Regions from separate parts of the Mus musculus genome. Here region 1 is linked to region 2. A link is a contact called in public Hi-C data. All regions are on one chromosome and are shown on one strand. The core of a region is the stretch at or near the end of the contact, and the rest is flanking DNA. Distances in the headings are between cores, read along the strand shown.

Region 1 (6,861 bases), core at 1,966-4,465, 1.3 Mb after region 2:
TAACTTTGATCGCTTCAATTCCAAATGTGGTGCAGGACCCTATAAGCTGCAGTGAAGATGGAGGCACCGGGCTGCTCAATCAGGGGGATAGTTGGAGTACATGTGTGAACGTGCCAATATCGCCTTAATTTCTCTCCCTAGTTTATATATTCTTTTACACACCCTGTTTCTTCTCCCCTATTTATTTGAATAGTTAGTTGGCTGTAGAATCAATGATGTCAGAGACTACACGAGATACCACACATCACCTAGCAAGATCAGCCAAATGGCTCAGTGCATAAAGACATTAGAGTATGCACATCCACACACAGATGAAATACACATAGTTTGAGCTATTTAAAAGCCACATAACAAATAATCTGGATGAAAGTACATATGTTCTGAGCATCTGATACAAATAGACTGTAAGCTAGTCTCCAGAATTCTATAGGCAACTGTGAGATCTCATACACAAGCCCGTGATCTTAGCTACCTGGTGAGGGCTTCCTAGATAGCCGTGTGACTCTGTCCATGACCCACCCTCACTGGAAAGTCAGTGACTCTTCATTTATTTTATTTTGCTGCTGTTCCTTTTTGGCTAATAAATTCCCATGACATATTTTAGGAATCAGCTGCATGAGAAAACAAGTCTTCGATTGTAATTAACATATCAAATGTACCATGAGAAAGTACCAGTGAGCTCTGCATGTATAAGGCCATGCTATCCAGACACATGGATAGGACAGTAGGCCATCACCTGTGGCATTAGCTACTGTTTCCTGCCTGCTGAGGTGTTTCTGGTTTATTGCTCTAACTGCCGGAGGAACATCCTGAGGAACATCCTCACACTTCTGCAAGTGCTGATGAATGCTCACTGGATCCCTGTATTTATCGCTTACATGTTTTCCAGAATAAAATAAACAGACACTTACAAATAAATAGAATACTTACAAATAAATAAATAGACAAACAAACAAATAAAATAATAATACTGCCACGTGTAGACCCTCACACATGTGATTAGTCAGAGTTTGCATAATAGCTCAAATCCTAGCTCCAAAATAGACAGTTCAATTTGTCCTAATAAATTGTGTAATTTGGCTTCAAGAAGAAATTGAGTTTGTTCCAATGGTCCAGAGGCCTTAGATATCAGCTATATGTGTTCCTGTAACGAACAGTAAGGTGTCCTCAGTCAATGACACATCCTCCTTATTTATCTCTTGGTGGGACAGCAAACCACTGCCCTGGGGAGAGCAGTATCAACCACTCTAAATTAAAATGTTTAGATTAAACATTTCAAAAAAAAAAAGTTTAGGTCTTTAGGTTGAGAACTGGATGCAGAAACCCTTGACATGAACAACTTTTTTTCATTCCTTAAATAGATTCTTCTTATGGGAGCTTATAACAACCAGTCTTTTTGATAGCACACTGTACTCCATTACACAGGGCTATATCGAACTCTCCAAGATGAGACTCGGGGAGAAATAGAAATAGAATAGTCATCACAACCATTTTTGAGAAATTGTAGGGAACCAGCAAGATGGGTACTATTGGGGGGCAAATACCTGGTACATATGCTTTAGAGAACACTCCCCTAAAGCTGGATTGAGAAGGCATAAGCACAAGACATTCACGGAGAAACAGATTGAAAGAGTGTGTTCTAGACACATAGCCCACCCAACTGTGCATCTGCAGCTGGAGGCCAACATAATGTTCACGATCAGAGGACAACAACAGTTGAAGGGACAAACACAAGCCTCCCAGGTTCTCGCAGGGGACCAGGTTTATAAGGCATCAAATCTTGGTCTCTGATGAGTTCTCTCTCAGGACATTCATCTTAATATTCTTGTAAAGTTGCCTTTTCTAAATCCTTCTCTTTTTTATTAGACATTTTCTTTATTTACATTTTAAATGTTATCCCCTTTCCTAGTTTCCCCTCCGAAAATACTCTATCCCTTGCCCCCTCCCCACTCCGCCTGCTCCCCAACCCACCCACTACCTTTCCTGGCCCTGGCATTTCCCTATACTGAGGCATAGAACCTTCACAGAACCTAGGGCCTCTCCTTCCATTGATGACCGACTAGGCCATCCTCTGCTACATATGCAGCTGGAGCCAGGAGTCCCACAATGTATTTTCTTTGATTGGTGGTTTAGTCCCAAGGAGCTCTGGGGGGTACTGGTTAGTTCATATTGATGTTCCTCCTATGGGGCTGCAAACTTGGGTACTTTCTCTAGCTCCTTCATTGGGGATCCTGTGCTCCCTCCAATGGATGACTGACTAAGTCTTTCTTGAACTCAAAGGCAGATATATTTCTGAATCTCCATAAATTCAGGTGTCTGCTGGTCAGGAGTACACAGATAATGTCCTTATGGACCTGGAATTGCTGGGACACAAATAGTAGCTATTAGTCATTAGAACAAAAGAACTTATGGGTCCTTCAACAGCACTATCCTTGTGCAAAGCAAGGAAGTTATCCATAACCTTCACCTCAGGACAATCCCCCCAAGCTAGGGTATGAATGGTTCAAGAATGTGCATACCCTCTAATTAAGTTCTGAATCAACAACATTACGTCACTAGAACCTCCAGTGTTGGAGCTATCTCTACCAGCAATCTCTGACCACTGCCTTTCTGCATGCAGGATTCTATAGCTTTGACTACTACTAGTACTACTGCTGCTGCTGCAACTTTTAAGACCTGGTAGTCTTTAGCTTCTGTGAAACTAAACCCTACCTTTTCTTCATCCATCTCGGCAAAAATGGTGACATGTAGAATTTTTCAAAATAAAAGTGGCTTTAATGTTAAACCATAAATGGAAAGGTAGTCATTACAGACATGATGAATCCTATAAAGTCACATTTGTCAAGTCCAAGTTCTTGATCCTAAAATGAGTGTGATCCTGCCTCAAAAGACTATTTCCTTGCCAGTGGAGACCTTGCTCATGACTTGAGCAGTTTTCTGGCTAACATATATTTTCCTTGTGTTTCTAAGTGTGGTTGATATTTGATAATGGGATGAGATAGATAATTAATTTAAAAAGGATTATCTGCTTAAACCAGAAAGATCAAGAAATGCCTAGCCACATTAAAAAAAAAAAAAAAGAAAAGAGCAGGAAACAACAACAACAACAACCACCAAGAACTAAAAGAGAAGTTAGGGCGTAGTCCTAGCCTAGGGCGCAATCTGTACTCAGTCAGGCAACAATCTGATATACTAGAGGAACTGAAACAAACTGTTTGGAGACAGAGCACCCAGAGGAAGGGGGTGGTGACAGGAGATTAGATTAGAACGAAAGTCAAAGGTCAGATCTCAGAGGTTGTAGTGAAGAGTCAAAGAGTCACTGGTGACTGACTATAAACAAGGGAATGAAAGGATTTAGCTTTAGAGATCACACTTGCCTCTAAATGCTGTTGGGAATGGAGAGGAGGAAAAATACAAAGGAGACCACTTACTACATGGTCAGTGTTGGTATATGAGTATAAAGGATGACTGTAGTTTGGATTTCATATCATAGATCATAGTCTATAAGGATTATGCAGTCCTTTGAATGCTTTTTTTAAACCTAGAAACACCAATAAAGTAGACTAATGTACAGTGTTAAGCATGCAAAGTCATAGCACTATTTTCTAGCATTTCCTTTTGTTTTCATGCATCTAAGTATCCACACAAGTACACATCTGTGTTGTGAAGCAACTTAAATTGAAGGAATCAACAAAGATTGAGTAGAGTTAGCTAGGAAAGGCAACCATGAGGGAAGAGACAGGTTTGTGTACTATGGTTTATTGCACCATAAAACTGCAGGTTAAGATTAATTGTTGACTTGACATAATCTAGCATCTCCAAAGAATCAAGACTCTGGGCCTGCCCAGGAGGGATTATCTTGAATAGGTTAGCCTCTGGACATGCCTGGGAAAGATTATCATGGTAAAGGCAGCCTCTGGACTGCTTCTGAAGGGTTATCTAGATGAGTTTTACTGAGATGTGAAGACCCATCCTAAAAGTGGGTGGAAGTATTCTCTGGGGTTTGGTCCTGAACTAGATCAAAAGGAAAGAGTCAGTGAAACACCAACAACTTATCTCCTTCTGCTTCCTGATTAGGAATCCAATGTGACCAGCTGCCTTAAACTCCTGACTCCAGGACTCCTCAGCAGAAGGTACTGAGCCTTCAGGAGTGAGCCAAAAGGAACCCTCCCTTCAATTGCTGTGTGTTTTACCATAGCACTGAGACAAATAAATAAGATAATAGTTCTTATATTTATTCACTAGTTATTTTTTTAGATATGACTTACAGTAACTTTTAAATGATAAAACCATAATAAGATTGAACCATTAGCATAGGAAAATGGTATACAACCAGGGGAATGTATTGACTTCAGAGGCCTTGTAAAGACTATTGGAATAGACCAGTAGGTAATTCACCCCCCTTTCAGTGAGACACTGCCTTTCTAGAATATTGGCTCTTCCCAAAAGGTTTCATGTACAGGAGGAAATCTTAAATCTTAACGTTTATTTAGGCCTCCTTCTCTCTGAGATTCCAAGTCAAGCTTTGTGGAATTTTCTCACAATGCAGTCTGGACTGTGGAGTCTCATGTACCACGGTATGAGTATTCGAAGTGTTCAAAAATTTGGATCATTGCCACTGAGAGTAATAGAAGGGCATCCCGCACTGGGTAAAATACCAAGCATCTGTTTTGCTTTGTCTAATATGCGACTGAATGGCCTCTCTTAGGGGAGGTCATCTTAATGAGTTTCTTTACCCAGATGTACTAAAGCACGCTGGACTTGACCTGATGACAAATATACTTAAAATAAATCATCACTGAAAATCAAAACTGGGCCCAGTAAAGAAAGAAGACAGGCCACGGGCAGTTACAGTTGCCCAGATCCTCTAATTACAAAGCCTGCCTTTACCAGAGTTACTTCCTGCTGTGCTGACTGCAAGATGTCTTTCCATTTTACACAAAGAAGCACACACCCTCTCTCTACAAACATGTTAAGACCCATAAGGTCAAACAACCCATTTACAAATTGTTAGATGGAGCCAGTATCAGCTCCCTACTCTCTCAGCCATTTGAAGGAAGCTACTTTATTATTTTAACACCTTCTTCTTCAAAGGGGTCCCTATGACCCTGGTTCTAACATATCTTCCTTTTCTCATCAAATATTGGTCTTCCTTTGGGGTAGTAACAAATAAAGACTATAGCTGTATTTTATTCTTTCTCTCTGTTTCTGTCTCTCTTTTTTTCTCTCACTCTGTCTCTGTTTCTCTCTCTGCTTTTCTCTCTGACTCTTTCATTCTCCGCCCCCACCTCGATATATTTATTGGAGACAGTCTCATTGTGTAGAGTTGGCTGCCCACAGAGATCTTCCAGCCTCTACCTCCCAAACGCTTGTATCACCATGCCAGGTTTGCAGCTATAATTTAGTAACAGATTCTTAAAGAACTTTCATCTCAAGAAAACACTAGACTTCAATGATATAAAATCAAATCGTATGAGAACTGTTTCCAGTTGTTTGTGGAGATGCCTGAGATGTTGCTTCTCAACCCAGACCACTCAGGTAATGGCAATAGTTACTACTCTATACATTTTGATGGAGCTACCCAGTGAGTTTCGCCCAGCTGACTATCTGTACTGCTGATTCCACTGTTAGCCACTCCTGTGCCAGGTGAACTGCAGAATATCTGCAAGTAAGGAGCTGACAACCAGAGCAGCTTTGTAATTCTCAACCTGTTTCTTCATTCTCAAACCCTACCACCCTGTGAGTGTGTGTGTGTATCTACAGAATTTCAGTTTGTTCTGTGCTATTCACCGAGGAAGTCTGGTACATTTGAAAGCTTCCTCTTAGAGCAGATAAGACTAACAGTTTTAGGGCCAAGCAGGATTAATTATCAGGAAGCTGTTGATAGTTCATCGCTGACTAAAAATCTAGTAAGAATGATGTTGGTTAAAATAATGGTGTCTATTTCAAGTTTGCGTCCCATAATATGTCACTAAGGATCACATTATTTTAGAAAAGAACATCTTCCAGGGAGCTCTCCTGTTAAAAGAAAATAGCTGCTCAGCTGGAAAGTTTCCAAACCACACCATTGCAAAACCCAAACACTTCAAACCATTGGACACTAATATTTAACTGTGTGTTCCTTGTAATCTTAAAGATCTTTTCCTTGGTAATTATTTTGGCTGTTGTTGTTGAAATCCAGGTGTCACATGGCATTTAGTTCCAATTTGAACAAACTTTCATTGCCTAGAGGTTAATGTTTTACACCTTCTCTCATGGAGACTATACCCTACAACGTTCTCTATGATTAGGAAAAACTATAATCAGCATTTCATAGAGCTGGGGAACGAAGCGGAGGGCAGGGCTGGCCCGTGGCCGGATTGGGAAATGCCTGAACAGGGTGAAGCCCTTGTCTCTTTAGTTGTCATTTAACTCTTTCTTTGTCTTCTAATCTCCTGTTCATTCACTTTGTACCTTGTGGCCATCCAAACTTCAGCTTTCTTCCAGCCATGGGACTCACTGACAAGATGTAGCTTGTTAGTTGATGCAGAGTAGAGTATCAGAAGATGGCCATCATCCCATCATCATCCTCATCCAAACCCTCATCTTTCCAAGTTGGCCTCTCCTTCCTTCAACACGATGCTACTGTTGAGATAAGTGTCTCCTGAAGGCCTATACATTGAAGTTTTGATTTTATCGCCCATAGCAATATATCTCAGATCTCAGGAGTATGGGGCATTTAGCGCCGGTTTATTTCACCATGGCATTGCTTAAAAGAATATTTGTTTGGTAATAATTTCATACTTAGTGACACACATTTTCTAAGCCCAGTAATATGTCTCTAATTCTGATATCGTGGCGCCCATAGCAGGTTGAAAGAGT
Region 2 (6,151 bases), core at 722-3,221:
CCTGCTCTAGAAGAGCTCTGAGAGTCTCCAGCTTGTCTCCTCTGACTACCCCTGGCCTCCTCGTCCCTCACGTTGCTGGGCTTTCTAGAGAACTGATCTCTTTAAGCACAGTGCATGGGTGTCTGGATGCCCGGACACACTGTGTACCATGAGCACTAGATCTGGCTAAGCTGTTAGCAACCTTACCTCAGTACTTTGAAGATAGTTTTGCTCAATACTTGTGTCATATTGGAGGAGAGCACTTTTGTACAGGATTTCTCTATGTGTTTGTTTTTCTGAAAATTCTATACCCCTTCCCCTCACGATTTAATGCTGAGTGTTGCAGGTCTGAGTGTTATAATGAAAGTCTCTTTCACACTCATCTTGTTTGTTTTTTTGTTGATTTTCCTTTGGGACCTTCTTACTTAATTAAACACGAGTAAATCTTTTGTATAGTTTCTTAAAGAAAAAACACTCCTTTTGGCTGCATGAAAAAACCTATGTTGGACTTTTCTGTGTCTTATCTTTTCTGACCAAGCTTTTTCTATTCTGTTTTAAAACAACATTTTGTTTGTTTCCCTCAATTTTTTTTTTTTAATTCCTTCTTTGAATATTTTAAGTTTCTGCTTTGGTATGTGTTTGGGGGTCCCGTTGTGGTTCTGCATCCTCTACTTCCCCCTTCTCAGGGTATCCAGACGGCGGTGCACACTGGCTGGAAGGATGAAGTGGAGTCTGGAACTGGTAGGGTTCTGCAGGACCCCAGGCTGGCTGGGAATGAGGGCTGGAGGGGTTGCGGGGAGAGGAAGGCCTTCTCTGAGGGTCTTCAATGAAACAGCTCCCTCAGACAATCTTAGCTTGTGTGCGTACGTTTATTAGGGATGGGCTCGTACACATACACTTTATTGGGGTAAATAGGGGATATATGGACTTTGGAGAGTACGAAGGCATTTTCAGGGTAAATGAAAATTATTTAAAGTTCTGTGAAAGCCTCATTTGTATTGAGAGTCAGTCATTCCAGGAATCCTAGGTACTTGCTAGGTTGGTTCTTTCAGGGGGAAGAGGAAGTTTGTAGGTCTGCCAAGGACTACTCAACCTTCCCCAGGTAGAAGGTGTGGAAAGTTGAGGTGAGACAAGGTCAGAGAGCGGGAAGTCCTGCTGGTAAAGGGAGCCCTCCATTTTGTGTGCAGCTCAGAGGAGCTATCTGGTCACAGTAGACAGTGACCTTAATTAGCAGGGTTTCCCCGGATTCAGCAATCAAACCCTTCACTCTGTTCTCTTCCTAGGGTATTGAATAATTATGCAGTTTTAATTTTTCATAAAGGCATGTTTTAAAAATTACACTTTCTCAGTCCTTTCTGTTTTTTGTTTTGGTTGGCATCGGTTATCCTGGGTAGCTAACTGATGTGGTTTCCATGGTCTTTGCCCTAGGGGAAAATGCTCTGGTTTGTGCTTGGGGTGATCCTATGCTTAGGGGTGATAGATGAAAAGCCCTTCCTCACTCAGGAGGGTCTGCTTGGTATTCAGATGGAGTGCTCTTCATTTTTGCAGGATATTGTTATCTCTGTCAACAATTTGAGTCACTATCAGAAATTGGCTTTTTTGGATTGTCTCTGGAGTCAGCAGACCTTCCGTAGGGAGAAGTGGAGCGATTGATAGAACTGTTCTCTTAAGTCTTGTTATTTTTTCACTCTCAGACTTTCTCTTTCTTTGGTTGTGGGGAGGGTTTCTTGGTGTGTGGTCCCAGCTGGTCTTGTACTGTCCTCCCACCTTAGGCTCTCAAGGTTTAGAATTCAGGCCCACACCATCACACTTGGTTTCTAGTCTTTTTAAAATTAAATGTAACTTCAACTGACCCATAAAACATACCATTTGTGCAGATTAATGAGATAATAGTCTCAGTTTTTGCACCTACCTTCTGCATCTGCTGATGAGCTTGCCCTCAGGGACATCAGCTTCCTCTACCCCAGTTCCTCTCCTGTCTGGGGAACTTAGTTTCCTCTGCTCTTGTTTACAGTTTCATTGTTGCCGCGCCCTTCTTGTGTCTGTAGATCACTCCCTCTCACAAGTTGTGTCCCTATTTTACTGTCAGGGTCTCACCTGCTATTTGCCTTCATTTCCTCTCAAGGCATGCACCCTGTCATCCTGAGCTGGAAAGGGAGGCTTGTATGTTTTATCATTTAACAAGAAGCTACATGATTTGAGTATTTTAGTCTATGTCATATTTTCTCACCAGCACCTTATTCATCCTAGTATTCTTTTTTTTTTTAACCAGACATTCCATCTTGGTATTGTATTCTTCAAGTAAGTCAGATTTTGTACCTTTTTAATATATAAGCTTATATTAATTAAAGCTCAAGCTTGAATTAATTGAATTCTTACAGAAAATGAAAAGTATTAACTTTTTATGTAAGCCTATTGAAAAACAAAACATCAGAAATACCTAGTGCAGTATTTATTTTAAAGGCAAAGAATTTGCTTTAATACTAACTTAAAGTAAGCACTCTATTGTATAGGTAGCCACAAACTTGGAGTTAATGATAGCTAATAAGGGAAAGATATCTTTCTTAAGCAGTGAATCCTTCGCAGGGACTTTTCAAGTTTAGGTGGCAGTGGTTGTAGAATGCCAGTAGGCAGCGAGCTTAGTATTATGTCAGAAGTATTCTGTAGAAGATGATAATTGCTTGATTAGCTTTGGTGTTTTAAAAGGCTCCTTAAGAATTGCATTGCAAATCTTTTAAAAATAGATTTCTTTAAAATTAAAATTTATTTACTGATTTCTAATTTGGGTTTACTTTCTCCCTCGATTACCTTGGCCCTTCCACCCCCATTACCGTGTAAGCCTATCCACTCCCTTCCATCTCCTACCACACATCCTATGAGCCTCCTTCCCCCGAAGCCTCATTTCTGCTTCTCATGGCCCCTTTCTTACCCTCTAGAGGCAGACTCTTTATGTAGAACTCCAGACTATAGAATTTGGAAATACTCAATACAAATTTTAGGGAAATATTTTCTTTTTTCCTTCTTCAGTGTAAATTAATTTTATTCATAAAGAGATGTTAAACCAGTTGGAACTGCCAGAAAGCAAAAAAAAAAACAAAAAAAAAAACAAAAAATGAAATAAAACCAATTGTCTTTCATAGTTGTAAGTCCTCTTTATTAACAAGAGAAAGTTGCTGGTAGTCTTCAAAGATTAGGAATAGTGACCCAATAAGTTTTTTTCTTTTTAAAATTATGTGAAGTAGGGAAAAACTATGTATTAGCTTTTAAAAACAGAAGTACTATATTTCAGTAGTATATAGAAAAATAAAAAATACTGATAATAAACGAAGCTCTATTTACATTTATTTTACATAGTTTCTCTTTTAATAGTTTTAAATTTAATGCTTACTTAGCCCTGTCTTTTGGTTTACTTGTATGGTTTTTGTTTTATTTTGTTTCTTTTTTTTTTGTTTGTTTTTTTGTTTTTTCGAGACATGGTTTCTCTGTGCAGCCCTGGCTTTCCTGGAACTCACTTTGTAGACCAGGCTGGCCTTGAACTAAGAAATTCACCTGCCTCTGCCTCCCGAGTGCTGGGATTAAAGGCGTGCGCCACCACCACCACTACTTGTATGTTTTATTATTGCCTAAACACAATCAGTAACAAGTTATTTTTTCCAGTTTTGTAGGTAGATCCCACCCACTAGCCATGGGACCCAGAACCTTTTTAGTGACAGCGCTGTCATCTGTTTATTTAATGTTCCTCTTTTCCATCAGCCTGCCTCCCTAGTTGAAAGCAGTGCCACCCCTGGGACCAATGACTCTTCTTTTCCTCACTTGAGCTGGTGTGGTGTGGTCTTTCTAGCCTTGCTGTCTGTCCTCTTGCTCCTTTGAAGATGGTCCTGCTATCCAGGGGTAAGCGACGGAAGGATCTCATGTCCTCCAGCCTTTACATGTTGGAATGCTCACACACAGTGATTATAGGCCTAGTTGAGTCTTAAGGGTGGACTTGTCATGGTGGATTAGCGCCTTTATTAAAGGGCCCCAGGGAGCTTCCTGGTTTTCTACCATGTAAAGCTAGGAAATGATAGTGTGGAACCAGAAAAGGGGGCTCCCCATGCCTTGATCGTACAGCAGTTCTCCAAGCCATCAGCAATACATTGTTACTTGTACTTTTAAATTATTATTATTATTATTATTTTATAGGCACGATCTTATTGTGTAGTCTTGGCTGTCCTGGAACTCACAGAGATCTGCTCACCTGTCTCACGATGGCTGTAGTCAGGAAGGTATGCCACCATGCCTGACTGAGCTGACCAATTACTTGCATTCTTCCCGTCCTTCTAGTCTGTTCAGTGTTTGGGGTGAACTTCAGGACAGAATGTAAAACCTATGATGTGTTTGCTCTGCTGCTGTCTGTCTGCTGCCTCTTGCCATTGGCTGACTTTTCTCTTTGCACAGGGTAGAGTTCAGCTCTGTCAGGTTTTTTACCCCTTCCCGCCCCATTCCCCCTCCCAGGGCAGCATTCTTTCTTATAAAAGTGTCTAGTCACAGCTGTGGTCAGATCCAAGGCTGCAGACAAGAGGCTTGTTTTATGCAGGTGTCCTCTCTCTATTTGCAGTGTGTCTTTAGCCCTCTCCTTGCTAGCTGTTATCGTTCACCAATCTGACAAGGGCTATTTTTTTTTCAGTGTTGTAGGTAGAGCACAACCACATTAAAACAGAGGTTCACATTCTTTCCGGATGGAGCTGAGATTAGTCGAGTCTTGGAAACCACAGCTGACAGGCTTTTTCCTCTGGGGACCTTCTCCTGAGTGGCTTCTCATTGCTTTCCAACCTGCCTGTCAGCCCATGTTATTCCTAGACTCCTTGCTTCCAGCTCTCTGGGAGCAGGTATCATTGTGTGTTGTGGTTTCTAATCTCCTCGTCCATTTTTCTCCTACTCTGTGCATCGTCTCTGTGACCCTTTGAGACAGGCTTGCTGTGTGTAGTTCTGGCTGGTCTGGAGCCAACTACAGTCTAGGATGACCTTGACTTTAGGTGATTCTTGTGCCTCTGCTACCTGAGAACTGGGATTATAAGGAGTGTACTGCCACACCCAGCTCAGAACTTGCTTTCTTAAATATCTCGATATTTAAACTTTCTATTTATTCAGAGATGAGGTTTCTTGGATTCTCAGTTTTCTAGCATTGAGCAAAGAATTATGATGAAGGTAGAACATAAGCTTTCTAGGCACGTTGAAGGAGTTGTGGTTAAAGCCCTTGCATAAGAGCACACACTCCTTCTGTAGGGGAAGAAAGCCTCCCCCGGTCTCGTTCCACCAGCTTTTGCTGTATGTAGGATCCTAGCCGACTTCTGTACTTGGAGCCCACATTAGATTGAAAGCTACACATAAGAAGATGAAGGGGCATTCTGCTGACCACACGAGGGGACCCAGAGCTGAGCTGATGTATTGATAGCTGCTGCTGATAGGAGATGGAGTGAGACCCTATGGGGAAAACATGTATGAAAAAGGTGTCAGCATTTTTAATTGTTTTCAAACCATAGCTCTTTATCTTCATTTAGTACAGAAGACAAGCAGACACCTACTGTGCTCCTATGGCTAGACCTGATGTAAATGCGTGCTCGCCACGCAGAGGTTCATTTCCCTCCTGGGAGGTGCGCGTGTGTCCTTAATGGTATGGGTGGGGTGACAGGTCAAGTATGTTGGATAATTCAGCTCCTTTCCCTACAGTGCTACATAAACAGATTTTTCTGGGTTCCTGCAAGGTACTAGTTGTTTTACTTCTAATCATTAATTTCCCTTTGGTTGCAATAGTCTTAATGATGCCATTAACCGGTTGCTGTTTGGGTATTTCTTATTAGTGTCTAATTTCTTGCATCAGATTTAGAAAGTAATAAAATTACTCTTTCCCTTGGCTCTTCGTCCCCCACCATTTGATGTTTGAGAATATCATACCTGCATATGATATCTTCATCAAATCTACCTGCATATCTTCTTTACTTCCTCCCATTTCAGCCCTGCCCTTCCCTCCCAACTAAAAGCGCTGTGATTTTAAAGCCACTTAGTGACATGGATAGGTGCATGAGCCTCGGGCTATCTCTGAAGCATGAAGAGGGATATAACCTTGAATCAAATAGTCTTTCCCCAGTAGCCATCATTAGTTCCTTGGCACTATATATTCATATTTTTTCCT

The links. Hi-C and Micro-C count contacts between places; a contact is called where the count stands out from the background.
Region 1: a contact with region 2 is called in a Hi-C map of B cells, with 2.7 times the contacts expected there. The contact joins two enhancer-like sites. A contact is called at or near these places in 23 of 484 Hi-C or Micro-C datasets (the 3T3-L1 cell line, the AML12 cell line, B cells and 18 more) and 2 of 115 datasets of contacts at active chromatin or transcription factors (astrocytes and large pre-B cells).

Annotation. Positions count from the first base shown.
Region 1 is chr9:85,337,281-85,344,141 of GRCm38.p6, forward strand. No RefSeq gene overlaps it. Among named protein-coding and RNA genes, the nearest start is that of Tent5a, 14 kb to the left of the region's middle. Within about 2 kb of position 3,216, at least 53 of the 459 cell types and tissues checked have an H3K27ac peak or open chromatin away from gene starts, as enhancers often do. A contact at or near this core is called in B cells, where this site is marked.
Region 2 is chr9:84,026,355-84,032,505 of GRCm38.p6, forward strand. The region is part of intron 8 of Bckdhb (branched chain ketoacid dehydrogenase E1, beta polypeptide); the gene reads left to right. Among named protein-coding and RNA genes, the nearest start is that of Gm46124, 4.6 kb to the left of the region's middle. Within about 2 kb of position 1,972, at least 27 of the 459 cell types and tissues checked have an H3K27ac peak or open chromatin away from gene starts, as enhancers often do. A contact at or near this core is called in B cells, where this site is marked.